3 separate regions of the Mus musculus genome follow, and regions 1 and 2 are each linked to region 3. A link is a contact called in public Micro-C and promoter capture Hi-C data. All regions are on one chromosome and are shown on one strand. Each heading gives the region's core, a stretch centred on a gene start, on an enhancer-like site or on the middle of the called end of the contact. The rest is flanking DNA. Distances are from core to core; before and after follow the strand shown. Region 1 holds the start of Elavl1 (ELAV (embryonic lethal, abnormal vision)-like 1 (Hu antigen R)). Region 2 holds the start of Ctxn1 (cortexin 1). Region 3 overlaps Camsap3 (calmodulin regulated spectrin-associated protein family, member 3).

Evidence for each region. Promoter capture Hi-C pulls out the DNA fragments that hold promoters and counts their contacts. Hi-C and Micro-C count contacts between places; a contact is called where the count stands out from the background.
Region 1: a contact with region 3 is called in a promoter capture Hi-C map of embryonic stem cells. The contact joins the promoter of Elavl1 here to the enhancer-like site in region 3. A contact is called at or near these places in 3 of 39 promoter capture datasets (embryonic stem cells, hippocampal neurons and liver), 2 of 484 Hi-C or Micro-C datasets (embryonic stem cells and erythroblasts) and 4 of 115 datasets of contacts at active chromatin or transcription factors (bone marrow-derived macrophages, embryonic stem cells, large pre-B cells and 1 more).
Region 2: a contact with region 3 is called in a Micro-C map of embryonic stem cells, with 2.1 times the contacts expected there. The contact joins the promoter of Ctxn1 here to the enhancer-like site in region 3. A contact is called at or near these places in 6 of 39 promoter capture datasets (the 3T3-L1 cell line, cranial neural crest, embryonic stem cells and 2 more), 5 of 484 Hi-C or Micro-C datasets (B cells, cardiomyocytes, embryonic stem cells and 1 more), 9 of 115 datasets of contacts at active chromatin or transcription factors (embryonic forebrain, embryonic hindbrain, embryonic stem cells and 2 more) and 3 of 9 other capture datasets (adipose tissue, embryonic stem cells and pancreatic islet).

The regions. Positions count from the first base shown.
Region 1 is chr8:4,322,086-4,326,534 of GRCm38.p6, reverse strand. It overlaps Elavl1 (ELAV (embryonic lethal, abnormal vision)-like 1 (Hu antigen R)), which reads left to right and starts at 1,435. Exons shown (of 6, transcript NM_010485.3): 1 at 1,435-1,649. It also overlaps a transcript of Ccl25 not described here.
Region 2 is chr8:4,257,548-4,262,015 of GRCm38.p6, reverse strand. Ctxn1 (cortexin 1) reads left to right here and starts at 2,742. Exons shown (of 2, transcript NM_183315.2): 1 at 2,742-2,965; 2 at 3,369-4,370. The coding sequence starts at 3,387. The coding sequence ends at 3,635. It overlaps Timm44 (translocase of inner mitochondrial membrane 44), which reads left to right. Exons shown (of 13, transcript NM_011592.2): 11 at 19-108; 12 at 1,394-1,504; 13 at 1,761-2,285. The coding sequence ends at 1,880.
Region 3 is chr8:3,603,222-3,608,073 of GRCm38.p6, reverse strand. It overlaps Camsap3 (calmodulin regulated spectrin-associated protein family, member 3), which reads right to left. Exons shown (of 17, transcript NM_027171.3): 10 at 4,573-4,642; 11 at 2,998-4,468; 12 at 1,668-1,807; 13 at 1,254-1,570; 14 at 184-283. Among named protein-coding and RNA genes, the nearest start is that of Xab2, 16 kb to the left of the region's middle. Within about 2 kb of position 1,298, at least 25 of the 459 cell types and tissues checked have an H3K27ac peak or open chromatin away from gene starts, as enhancers often do. A contact at or near this core is called in embryonic stem cells, where this site is marked.

The sequences.
Region 1 (4,449 bases), core at 186-2,685, 720 kb before region 3:
TGACTCAGCTGAACAGACATTGGTTGCTGAGTGTAAACCTGAGTTCAACCCCCATATCTCTTATGACGGAAGAACTGACGCCTCCAAGTAACCCTTTGACTCTCACATAGATGGTCACACAAACACATGCATATTATAATATATACATATTATACACATATACACAAACACCATCCTTTAAAAACACGTACATACATACAAACAAATACATACATAATATAAAAATTTTGAATATAACTTTTTTTCAAATCCTGTAGAACTACTTTTAAAAGGTTACCTACACGCAGCGGCTGTGTTGCAGGCCTGTAATCCTAGAACTTGGGAGATGAAAGCAAAAGGATCATTTCACTGACATCCTTCGTTACACAGAAAGTTTAAGGCCAACCTGGATCATATGAAACATCACCCTAAACCCCAGCAATCAGGAAACAGAGGCAGGCAGATCTCTATGAGGCAATGGTCAGCGTGATTTATAAGTTCCAAGCCAGGACTACTTAGGAAGATCCCGACTAAAAGAAAACAAACACGCTAAAAAACGGTGGACAGAGGTAGAGACAATAGAGAAGTTTTCAATCAAACAGGGTGGCATATACGTTTCTGATAGCACTAGTCCAGAACAGCAGCCTCCAAAAGGCACAGGCAGTTGTTTTTCTGGTCACTGCCCGACTGCCTGGCACATAGTAGGCATTTTAAATTTCGAAGGAAGTGGGGCTGGAAAGATGGCTCAGCAATTAAGATCACTGGCTGCTTTTACAGAAGACATGGGTTCAGTAGTCGGCTCCCAAACGCAGTTAACAATAGTCCCCCGGAGGATCCGACCTTCTCTCTGACTCCCATCTGCACTACACGCATATGGTGCACAGGGTTAACATACATGCAGGCTGAACACCCATGCATACACACTAAGAAAAATCTTAAAACCAAGAAATTTTAACTTTAGATTCCCAGAGGCTGACCATGCTGACCACATCCTTTAACCCGCTTCACCAGATAACAAAACTGAGGCCCGGCTCAGTGACGTCAGCCGGTGCTCAACTGCAGGCAGACCGGAAATGTCCGGGCCGGGATTCGAATCGGGGATCCTGTCCTCCTAGCGAGGGCTCCCGATGACCAACTTGCTTTCTCTGGACGTAAGCGGCTGCACAGCCCGCATTGTGAGGATCACACGACGTGCGTTCTATAAAGAGCGCCACTCTTTGGCCTCGACGTCCAGACGGCGTCCACTGCGGGCCAGGCTCCAACTCACCCTCTCCGCGGCCATCGCCAGCCACTTCGCGACTCCACTGGGCGCCTTGGTCCACCGCGGACGACGCCGACAGGAAGTCCCGCCTACGCCGCGCGCACCCGCGTACCGCGACAGCCATGCCAACCAATGAGCGTCGCTTCTTCAAAGACACTGACCAATAGCAGAGCGCGCTGAGCAGGGGGCGTGTCTGGGCCGCGGGGCCGGGGAGCGGGTCGTGCGCGCTGAGGAGGAGCCGCAGCCGTCGCCGTCGCCGTCGCCGTCGCCGTCGCCGTCGCCGCTACCGCTACCGCTACCGCTCTGCCGCCGCCGCCGCCGCCGCCACCGCTGCCGAGGCCGTGCGGAGCCGTTATCGCCGCGCCGCCCGCCCCGGAGCAGAGTCCCGGGCCTTCCCGCCCGTGTTCAGGTGAGGCCGGAGGCTTCGGCGACTTCCGAAAGAGTAGGCCGCGCTAGGGCCTGAGCTCGCCTAGCCCCACGGGCGTCCGCCGGGCCTGCACCGGCCGAAGGCCCCAGGCCGCGGTAGGCCTGGGTATGGAGACGCGCGTGTGGGCCGCGGCTGGGCGAATGGGAACCGACTCTGTTTGATTCAGGTTGGCGACAAGCCTCCGCCGGGCCAGATTCCTCTGGGCTCCCGCGAGAGAGGCGGGAGAAGGACACAGCGTGGGCACGCGCTTTGGGGGGCCGGGCTCCGAGGCTTGGGGGGCCCCGGATAGTTGATCTCGGAGGCCCGGTGATCCGGGGGTGGAAGAGTGGAGCGAGGACCTTGGGCGCCAGAGGTCATGGCCCACAGACTTGCTCCCTCGGGAAATCCCATAGATTTCTTTTGTGGACGATTTTCTGGACACACCGCGACGAATCATGAGGTCCTTTTAGAAGTGTGCAAACCTTTCGTCTGTGTGTAGAAGTCTAGAAGAGAAAGGGGAAATTTTTTCTTTGATCGCCATCTCTAACAAAGCTGTTTTAGGGACGTTTTCATTTGTAAAATAACGTGTAAATATTAAAAAGGCAATTGCACGCTGTTGAACAATGGGTAGTGATGATGGATCTTCCCTTTCTCTTGTCTTCTGCTGCTAAAGCATGCCAAAATGGGTTTGACGCCTACTATGTGGAGAGCAGGTGGAGAACTTTTTTGCACTAGACAGAGCTTCCATTATCGGAAGTGTCCATGTGGGACACCGCTGGCCAGAGCTCTAGAAGAGGCAAGATCGGATGTTAAAGCTTTCTTAACCTCCTTGTTACAGGCAGTTAGAGTCAGATAATGGTTGGTTGGGAGGGCCTGGCTGCCCTATGCATTGCAGAAAGTTGGATAGCATGCCTGGCTTCTTCTGCCTACTGAGTATTAGCATCTCTGCCTCCTACTTCTTCCAGTTGTGAGTACCAAAAACACATTGAGGCGTTGCTAGGGTTCTTTCTCTCGTTTTTTTCCCTCCACCAAAACACATACACAGAGAGGTGAGAAATCTTTAAGCAGTCTTCCTGGAAAAGTTCTTCCAGCCCTATCCGATGATCTGGGTGAAGCACCTAAGATCTTGAATAAGCCGTATTGAAATGCCTGTGAAATAGCATGGGGAAAGTATTGTGCAGATGTAAAGATGTGAGGAAACCCCCAGTACACATGGAATATGCAGTTAAAATAATCACCAGAATCTTTCAACAATGGACCATGTGTTCATACTTCACGGGCATGTCCCCAGCCCCTAAGGTAGATGTTACAGTATCCATTTTAGAGAAGAAAGTGAAACAGGATAATCTCTTGCACTGTAGTGGCCAATGCAGGGTTTGAAAGCAAGTCCTAGATACCGCCAACATATTGAATACTGGTGTATGCAAAACTGTTGAGGTCTGGTTTTGAAAATGGTGTGAGGCTGGAGAGGCGGCTCAGTGAACAGGAGCACTTGTTACTCTTGCAGAGGACCTGTGTTCAGTTCCTCGCACCTACATGATGGCTCACAGCCATCCATAACTCCAGTTCCAAAGGATCCCATTCCCTCTTCTGACTTTGCAGAACATCAAGCATACATGTGGTTCCCATACAAACAAAACACACATAAATCTAAAAATATTTTCTTAATGCTGTGACTTCAAGGAGTGTGAAGAAGCTGAGAGAAATAGGAAATGTTTCTGTTGAAGTGCTGGTTTGAGGGAAACAACTTCAGTTTGGCTGTGTTCAGGGATAGGTCCCTGGGCAGCAGTAGAAAGGGAGAGACTGAAGAACATACCCATTCCTGTGCTTACGCAGTGGCTTCTCACACCGCTTCTCTCCGTCCTTTGCACACCAGCAGGAGTTGACTTTTCGAAGATGCAGATCTATGTTTCTCCTGATTAAAAGAAGTCTTGGGGCATGAAAAGAAAAATTATGCTGGGCTGTTCAAATGGTTCTAAACATTAAAATCAGAAGCCCTTAGTTTGGGATGTCCCACTATGCGCTTTTCTGACCTTTCTGCTCTTTTCCTGGAAAGCTGTGTGGACCAGCTCAGAGCACAAACACCATTTGAAGCTGCCCCCAAATGCCAAGGCTTTTCCACTTCCTCCAGAATGATTGGTGTTCCCATCACCTTCAGTGTGTTCAAGCTGGTTAAATGCAGAATGGTGAGTGAGATGCAGTGCCGGCCTTTTGCCCCTAGGTGGCAGTAGTTCTATGGAGAAAGACCAACAAGAGGGAAGTAAGCCTTTTGTCCCCTTCCCCAAAGTTGTATTTCAGCCCAGAGGATCAGCTCTGGAGAGGCCATGGTGTATATGAACTATGTTTAGATGGTTTAGCCTGGCTGGTGAGCAGTAATGCACCAGGTGATGTGGAAGCACAGGAAAAGGAACTGTTATTCAAGCCCAGGAGACCCCAAAATGTTCCCTGAGTTGTTGAGGCAGGAGGACCTAGTGGAAATAGCTAGGTAAAAGATGAGTGGGAAAGACTCTTCAAGAACTTGGTGAGTGGAGTAGGTGGAGCTATTAACTCTGGAAAACATACGGGGTATGGAACTTTTGGAAACGTAGAAGGAAGTGAGTAGCAGGTCTGTTGGGAAGAAACCTCAGATATTATGAGGGCCCACTCCAGACTTATGATCATTGACAGAGGGAGTCACATTTGCAAAGGATGCGCTGACTGGCAGGCATAAAACCAGTTAGGATGTGACTGTGTTCCTTCAAGTTAGAAAAACTGCTAATATGACACAGAACAGAAGCTTAGAAACAAGGAAACACTGAAACAC
Region 2 (4,468 bases), core at 1,493-3,992, 650 kb before region 3:
TATTGCCTCTCATTGCAGACCTACAGCCAGCTGGCCCACCCTATCCAGCAGGCCAAGGCTCTGGGCTTCCAGTTCCACTCCCGAATTCTGGACATCAGCAATGTGGACGTAAGTCATCCCCAAGGAAGCAGACAGTCAGAGTGAAGCAGCAGCTGACATAGCCTATAAATGAAGCCAGACCTGCCGATCCCCCATACTCACGGCAGGGCTGCTTGGGCTACAGAGTGAGTTCCACACTCATCTAGGTAACTTTGTGACACAGTTTCAAAAGAGAAAGTAAGACAAGGCCTGGGGATATGCCAGTGCTAAGAGTCCTGGCTTAGCATTTGTAAGGCACCGGCTTGAATTCCTAGGATGGTAACAAACAAAACTGTTGACCTGCCTCTCAAAGCTTTCCGTATTTCTGCGCTTGAAGTGTAAGTGATTTCCAGCCAAACAATGTGGCTTGAGTGATTGGTTGATGTTTGGTTGGTTTTGAGGAGAGGGCTGGTCTGTGTTTGTGTGCACATATTAGCACACATGCTATTCATACAAAAAATGAAAAATAAAAACAAAATTCTATGCGGTGAGCCAGGCATCGAGAGACACACCTAGAATTCAAGCACTCTGGAAGTTGAGGCAGGAAGATCCCATGAGTTTAAGGGTAATCTGAGCTAAATGACTTTATTGTAAAATACTCTTTGTTAGTGGGTGTGGTAGCTCATGCCTATAATCCCAGCATTTGAAGGCTGAGGCAGTGGGATTCAGGCCATTCATAACTATATTGTGAGTAAGGCCACCCTATGTTACCTGAGACCCTGTATCAAAATAAAAATAGGCTTTGCATTACCTATTAATTACAAAATGAAGCTAATTTTGCTTACCTGTACTTGGCTAGGATGCTTATTTCATTTGGTGTTTTAATGAGTTTTCCATGATACTTTCAAGCGTGTTTATCAGGACGCAGCTCATCCTGCATCCAGGATCCTGTGTTATTGGGCAGGTGCTGAGCCCTTGAGCTCCACTGGCAGTGGTGCCCCTGCCTCTGCAGCGTGGGCCCCTAACAGGCAGTTCAGCTTCCGTCACCAGAACTTCTTACCTCGTAGGAGCTGCAGGCAAAGTGGAGCCAACTTCCTGCCTTCCTTCACCCCTTGGTTTTATGAACCTGCATGGACCCAGTCTGGGAACAGAGAAATCCCACAGTTGAAGGCCTGGAGTTGCCCATGAGAAGGAGCTCATTGGAAAAAAATCACTCCTCTAAAGTCGGGGAGGGTGGTACCATACCTTTAGCACGGCAAAGTGTCAGACTATAGGACAAGTACAGAGTGCAACTTTGGGGCGTTTCATCTCCAGGGTTGTGAGCATTGGGTGGAGGTGTACAGTTCTGAGGCCTGTACTTGTGTGTTTCCTGCAGCTGGCCATGGGCAAGATGATGGAGCAGGGCCCAGTGCTGATCGTTACCTTTCAGGCCCAGGTGGTGATGGTGATCAAGAACTCCAAAGGCGAGGTGTATGATGGTGACCCGGTGAGTGGTAATCAAGGGAATGGAGGTTTGGGAGTGCTTCTCACATACAGGGCCCTGTGCATTGCACGCCTCCCCAGCACAGAGCCAGGCAGAAGCACCACAAGTACGAATTGAGAGCTTTTTGAAGTCAGAGCACCGTTTCATCTGACCACTGACCAGAGCCAGCAGCCCGGGAACCCCTTCCCTGTCCCCCTCAGTAGCCCTTCTTTCTGTACACCCACCAAGCCTGACCCCTCACCCTGCCCGGTCTTCACAGGACAAGGTGCAGCGAATGCTGTACGTGTGGGCACTCTGCAGAGACCAGGAGGAGCTCAACCCTTATGCTGCCTGGCGCCTTCTGGACATCTCAGCCTCCAGCACAGAGCAGATCCTCTGAGGGCAGCAATGGAGTCTAGGCAGCTCGAGGCTAGACCATCATGGGACAGACACACAGAGACACTTTGCCACATCTGATACAGCTGTGAACAAGCTTCTGCCCCAAGTTCTTCAGGGCAGCTGTGAAACCAGCTGGACAAGGGAAGAGCTTGGGGTGTCTAGCAGGATGGGGACTGTCTCCCAGTGCGTCCGTCACAGGGGTTGCTGGCAGTGTCAGAAGGCCCCAGCCCAGGACTCCTGTCGGGTGAGGCCTGGCCTGCTGTTCTAAGTAGTCCACTGGCATTGCCTTCCAAGCCACTTTAGGTCCTTTTGTTTTGTTTTGTTTTTGTTTTTAAATCAGTGCTCTTACTTCCTGTACATAAGCCTAAGATCTGGACCTAATAAAACACCAAAGCGCAGAAGAGCAGTTTGAACGGTTTGAAGTGTACCTCTCTGCTGGGAAGGCTGGGACTGAGGGCCTGTCAGAGACCTAGGTCAGTGAAGGATTGTAGCCAGAGAGAGTGCTGCTTTCTCGGGCCAACACCCTGCCCTTTTGTGGGAAGAATAAGCATCCCAGCTGTCTGGGGTCTCAGTTGAATTCGGGGTTCCCTAAGGCTTCGGGGCTTAACTAACAGAGACTGGGGTAAGGGGTTGCCCGGGAAGAATACGGATACAGACACCGAGGTTAGGAGAGGCTTCCGTGGGAGAGGCGTAAATGCCCATGTCCTGGCGAGGTCCTGGGTGCTCTAGGAGCTGGAAGCTGAGGCTGTCTGGGCTGGCACAGCGGTGGGAAGGTTCAGCCTTCCGATAGGCAGGCCGGGGCGGGGTCACAAGCCCAGGCACCGCTCCTAACACAGCCACCACCCCCTCGCAGCCCCGCCCTCGTCGCCATGGGAACAGCCGCGGCGGCTGGGCTGGCGCGCGGCTCTCCTTCCTCCCTCGGTCTCCACCGCTCCAGGGGCGGGTGGGGTGGGCTGAGCCGGGGCTGCCACAGCCTCCGCCGCTACCACTGCCACCCGGGAAGACCAGAGCAAAGCAGCGCACGAGTTCCGAGAAAGAGAGAGAGAGAGGGGCTGCAGGGCGGCCGGTCCCCGTCTAGGACCAAGGGTGAGGGGGGCGCGTTGTAGCCCGGGAGTCGGCTACGGTGGGGGAGGGGGGTCTTGGGCCTTGGAGAACAAAGGGAGCGGGGCGGGGACCAGTTCAAACAGTGCAGCTCTGGTCTCTGTCCCAGCGCGATCGCACCTGTTGTGCGCGGGCTGGGCAGATCTAAGCTGACCTGTCCCGGCTCTCAGCGACCCCACCTGCGCGCACCGCTGGAGTTGAGTCCCCGCGTGGCTGTGGCGGCGGAGCGCACAGGCGGGGCATGGGCGTAGCCCGGAGACGACAACACGGACAGAGATGATGCTGTGGGATACAGCAAAGGGGCTACTCCAGAAGGGGTGGATGGAGGTGCAGGAAGGGCATAGCCTCATCCCCGCGGACCCCGGGGTGGGTACCCCTCTCTCCTCAGAGCGCGGCGATGTGAGCTATGAGTTCGGCGTGGACACTATCACCGGAGCCGCTGCCGCCGTCGACGGGGCCCCCGGTGGGCGCGGGCCTGGACGTCGAGCAACGCACGGTGTTCGCCTTCGTGCTCTGCCTGCTCGTGGTGTTGGTTCTGTTGATGGTGCGCTGTGTGCGCATACTGCTAGACCCCTACAGCCGCATGCCCGCCTCGTCCTGGACCGACCACAAGGAGGCGCTCGAACGCGGGCAGTTCGACTATGCGTTGGTGTGATGGGGAACCAGTCGGGGCAGGTCCTTAGGGTCATCCCCGTGGAGGGGTGCCACCAGCCTGGACTGTGCTCAGGGTTATGCCTAGATGCCCTAGCTCGAAGTTGAGGGCGTTCGGAGAAGTCCAGTCCTTACCTACCTTAGCTACCCATCTTCCTTCCTGGCCAGGCCAGAACCCCACCTGGTGCCTTTATCTACCCTGTCCCCTTCTCTCTACATACTTATCCTCATTGCTGATCCCTCAACACTGAGTCCCTGGTGAGTGAAGGACCCCGCACCAACCTCAGCTTTCCCCAACTACCAGGCATGCTACATTCTTTCCTGGAAATGCGGACACCTCTTATCTCTTATTTCTTTGTTATGGTCATCCTCAATTTCAGTGCACTCCTTGAGTCCTGGCCCTGGCAGGCAGGCTTTCTTCGACTCACATTGGACGCTGCCTACCTATAATGCACGGTACAGTTTGCCTCAGAGACAGACCCAGAAACCCCACCATGGCTGCTGCTTGTGTTGATAATATCTGGCACTTTATGTGCGGGAGTACAAGCAGGCTCATCCCCTTCCCAGACTCGGCCCCAGCACAGGTTAGAGTGCCTTTCCTTTGTCCCACCTCTCCCATGTCCCCCTTGTCCCCATGCCCTTCCCTTGCCTTTCACACCTCCCCGCCTCTGAACCGTGGCAATTATAATAAAAGCTATTATTGAGTGCTTACTGCATGTGAAGCAGATTGCTGAGTTAACCAGTCCTGTTCTTAGCCTGTTTGCTTCTGAGGGTTTGTGACAAACAGCCAACAAGCCAAGCTCCTGTTAGGATCCCCCATTCTACAAGCCAGGGGAC
Region 3 (4,852 bases), core at 49-2,548:
TTGCATGCTGCCACAAGTCCATAGACAGCTGCTCCATATGCTCAACCTCCTACATTGCATGTGGGCACATCCTCCAGACTTGAGTCAGTTTCCCCCAAATCCCATCTGTGTTCCTGTACTTCCTTCCATCTACACATCCCAGCGGTCCCGCCATATCTTGCTCTAGGTTCCAGATAGACTCACCGAGAGGTGGGCCTCTTCACACCAAGGTTATTGGGAGCCTCGTTGGCCACCGTAGATAGGGACAGCGTGGACTGGGAATAGACCTTGCTGAGCCGTGAACCTAGGATAGACAGTACCAGTCAGTTATCCCTAAGGCCTTTACCTCCATTAACGCCCATGGGCATTCCCGAGACCCTCTCAGCCTTTCGTGATTGCCTGCTAAGTTTTGTTTATTTATACGAGTATCTGTCTTATGACAGCAGAGGGGGGCACTGGACTCAATTACAGATGGTTGTGAGTCGGTCACATGTGGTTGCTAAGAACTGAACTCGGGACCTCTGGAAGAGCAATAGGTGCTCTTAACCACTGAGTCGTTTCTCCAGTCTGGCTTTTACTTTTTAAAGATGGGTCTTCTATAGCCCAGGCTGGCCTCAAACTTCCTATTTGTTGAGGATGACCAAGTCTCCAGTCTCTACTTTCTCAGTGCTGGAGTTATAGGCCTATAACTGCCATTCCTGGTTAAAACTGGGGATGGAACCTGAAGTTTCGTGTACGCTAGGGTAGGCAAGTACTCTACCAAGAGCCACCACCACCACTCTGAACTTATTCGTGTGTGTGTGTGTGTGTGTGTGTGTGTGTGTGTTTATGTGTCCTTAGTTTCAGTGTTTGGTGCAGGACCTCAAGGTGTAGCCTAAATGGGCAGAGAAGCTGCTCAACAGCCAGTTTAGGACCAAACTCAAAATCCTCCTGCTTCAGACTCCTGAGTATCGCAATGACAGGCATGTGCCAACCTGTCTACCTTAATATGGCAATTTTTCTTATACAGCTCTGGGATTTAACCCAGGGCCTCATCCATTCCAGACAAACCCAGCCCTGAGTTTGGCATTCTTGTCCACATACCTACAGGGAAGGGAGCACTGTTTAGTAGCATCCTCAAATATCCAAGAGAGTTCCTCACTATCCAGCCAAGGAAGGAAGTTACCCTCACCACACTGGAACTCATGCCCACTCCAAATTCCTGCCCCATCACTGCATGCCACCAGACACTCCCTCTCTCCACAATCATAGGGCCCCTCCAACAGGGTCCTCACCCAGCAGGCCGCGGGCTGGGCTTCGTGCCAAGGCCGAGTCATCACAGCAACCAGAGCGTGGCCGGGTGGCCCTGCGCCCGCCCCGCCCTGGTCCCCCGGTCCCTGAGGCCCGGGGCCGTAGCACCTTATCAAGGTCATCCATCAGTTTCAGTTGTGCCCGGCGTTCATACTCAAGTCTTGTGAAGTCCCCCCGCCGGGGGCCCACCTCCTCCTCAGCTGGGGCCATGGCTCTGGTAGTAGGAGCCAAGGTGGCCACTGGAGCCGCAGAGGCTACAACAGGAGTTGTAAAGGCCAAGCCTGGAGCCTCCTGAGCCAGCCTGCAGATTAGACAGAAGGTAGCAAGCAGGATAGAATATGGGAGCACTGGGGCAGCAATACCAAAGGCCAGGCCCCTCATTCCAGTTCTAGCCTCACCTGGCGGCCTCCTCCCGTTTCTGCTCCTTCTCTGCCTCCTGCCACTGTTTGCGCCGCCGGGCTTCCTCTACCCGCCTCTGCTGACGCTCCAGCAGGCTAGCTCGCTTCTGAGCCATCTCATCCTCAGGCTTGTCTTCGTCCTGGAGGATGTCATAGGAGTTTAACTAGCCACTCTGCCAACTGGAGTCTGACTTTTAGCATTAGCCAAGCTCTCCTGACCTTTCTAAAATCCTCGGAGTACTTAGTTAGTGACTACTTTATGAGCAGCCCTGGGAGCTGTGTACACAATGCACAAAGGGGGAAGGCTAGCAAGTGACACACAGACCTTCAATGCTATGAAGATGCTTGAAGTGTGCCAAGCTGCACTGCAGGCTATCCTATTCTGGGGTCTTCTTAGAAGTACTCCCAGCCTAGGGGCACTCTCCAGGCAGAGGGGTTAGAAAGTTCAAAGGCCTTGAGGCCAGAACAAACCCATGTAGCCGAGACACTGAGTTGGGGACAATGATCCAGGTTAAAGTCACAAGGGAGCAGGGCCCAAGGCAGTGGACGGGCATTTTGTCCTCAGGGCAAAGAAGAGCAGTCAAAATCTCCACTGCTCAGGAAAAACAAACAAAGTGGGTTTGCAGCAGTAATGACCAACTGGAGCAGAGTGTGCGCTGCTCAGTTACAACAGTATGCACAGGGGCCCAGGCCGTAAGTGGCATGAAGATGGAGGATTACCAAACAGGATACATCAGGAAAGAGGATCACCCTAGCCCTGCTTATCCACCCACCCACACCTGTCCATCCTGTCTATCACCCACTCACCCATCCATATGCCCAACTACTACTTGTCCATCTACCAATTAACCTTCCCTCTATCCACCTATCAAACCACCTTCCATCCATCTAACCAACCACCTATCCACCTTCCTTTCAACCTACCATCACTCATCCAGCCTGTCCACCTACCTTTCCATCCACCTAGCCAAACTAATCACATACCTACCACTCACTCACCCATTTAACTTATCCACCCATCTAACTACCCTTCCAACCCATCCATCCATCCATCCATCCATCCATCCATCCATCCATCCATCCAAGAAAGCCAGCAAGCCAGCCACTCCCTAGTCAGCCAGCTATCCATCCATCCATCCATCCATCCATCCATCCATCCATCCATCAGGCAATACATGTCAATTTACCCACTCAACAGTAAAGCTCTATCCCTGAATATCCACCACTTCCCAGCTCCCTTACTACCCCCTAGGGGCATCCCCATTACCCATCCATTCATACATCTACCTACTGGCTCACCTTTTCCCTCTGACCCGCCAAGGTGACTCACCTTATAAAAGAATCCAAGCCCTGATCGGGGCTCTCCCTCAGAAGATGCCTCTTCCTCTAAGGAATCCTCAGCCCCAGGGGGGCTCCCATCTCCTTCCTCATCAGCAGCAGGCTCCCCCAGGCTGGCTAGAGGGATCTCAATGAGGGCAGGCTTGGTGGTGGGCTCCTCGGGAGGTGTCCCCTCCGACAGGAGGATAGAGGAGCGAGTCTGTACAGGCACCTGGCTGGGTGAAAACTTGCGTAGGTGAGGGAGGCTGTCTACATCATGGGGTGGTGTGAGTACCCTTGTCAAAGGTGCAAGCTTCAGCTCTGCCGGCCTTGCATGTTTTGGACTACGGGGTGTTGGGCTGGGGCCTGGCCCAGGGCTGCGTCGGGCAGCTGGGGCACGACGGGCAGGGCTGGGGGATGCTGCTTTAGGCCCAGTGGCGGGTCCAGGAATGACCCAGGCTGCAGGTGGTGGGGCAGGTCCAGGAGCTTCTGGAGGGGCTAGAAGCCGCTGTTGCTGGTCTGTGAGCCTCTGCATGTCCCGCTGCAGAGAGCTCAGAGCGGCACTCAGCTTACTGACTGCTCTATTGTAATCCCCAAGTCCCTCTGGGGGCACTGGGCCCAGGTCTGGAGAGAAGGTAACTGACTTGTGCCGTAAGGACGGCTCACCCTGGCCCTCACCTGCTGGCCGTTCCCCACCAGGAACTGAGCCCAGCTCAGCTTCCTCCTCGGCCTCCCCTGCAGCCTCCCGAGGCTGCACCTGCAGGAAAGCGCTCTTGCCCAGCCTCTGCCTATGCTTGGCAAAGATTGCCTCAATGCGTCGTTTCTGTGCCTCTATGGCTCGGCGCTTCTCCTCCAGCCTGGCTCCCAGCTCACTCATCTCTGAGCTCAAGGCCTCAGGTGCTACGGGGGTGGATGTTGGAGACCCCAATCCTGACTCAGCCTCAGCCTTCACCAGCTGTTTCTTGCGTTCAGCAAAACTGGTCATCTTCACTTCGGAGTTGTTGGCTGCTGGGGATGAAGCCACAGCTTTGGGGGAACCCTCGGATGGGGGTGGTGGTTTCAGTATCTCTCCTGTTGAGCAGGGAGATGATTTTGAAGGGTTCTCAGGGTGTGATATATAGATAGGCGCCTTGTTGAGCCTATCAGACAGCGGCTTTGAGGCTCCTTCGGGAGGGTAGGGGGAGAGTGGTGGTTTGGAGAGACCCTCAGGAGAATGGAGGTAGAAACTGCCATCAGCAGCCCCATCAGGGAGCAGTCGGGGCTCAGCACTGTGAATGATCTGCAGGGCCTCTTCAATCGTGGGTAGGTCTCCAGATTCTGGGGCTGGCTGAGCAGAATTCCGGGATGATGTTGACACAGGACGTGGAGGACCCAGACTGTCTGAGCTGACGGAGCGGAGCAGGACAGGATCTCCCATGACGACATCCACATCGCTGTCCAGGCCAAAGGGAGTGCTGAACGACACAGCCTGGGAGAGGGGACGGCTGGGCGGCCAGAGGGAGGGGTCAGCCCCTGGGACAGGCCTCTGCCATGCCCTGATCAGCTCAATCCCTCTTCCAAGGCCACAGGGCCCCGATGAGGCACTCACCTAAGCTGACGGTTCCAGGCTTTGCCAAGAGCCTCCATGTGAGACATTGATGGAGAGGACTTCAGGGAGCCTGTGGAGGGACAGTAAATGGTCACTGTGCAGGGGGAAGCCACTGATCTGGGGGTTGGCTGGTGTCTGAGACAACCTCTACAATGTCATCAAGTGAGTCACTGATGGGTCATTATGTGTCTGGTTATGCTAGGTTTCCAGAAATGGCTGGCTGAACTTCTGGGATGGCTCAGCAATGCACTACTTGCCTAGCATATGTGAGGCCTTGGGT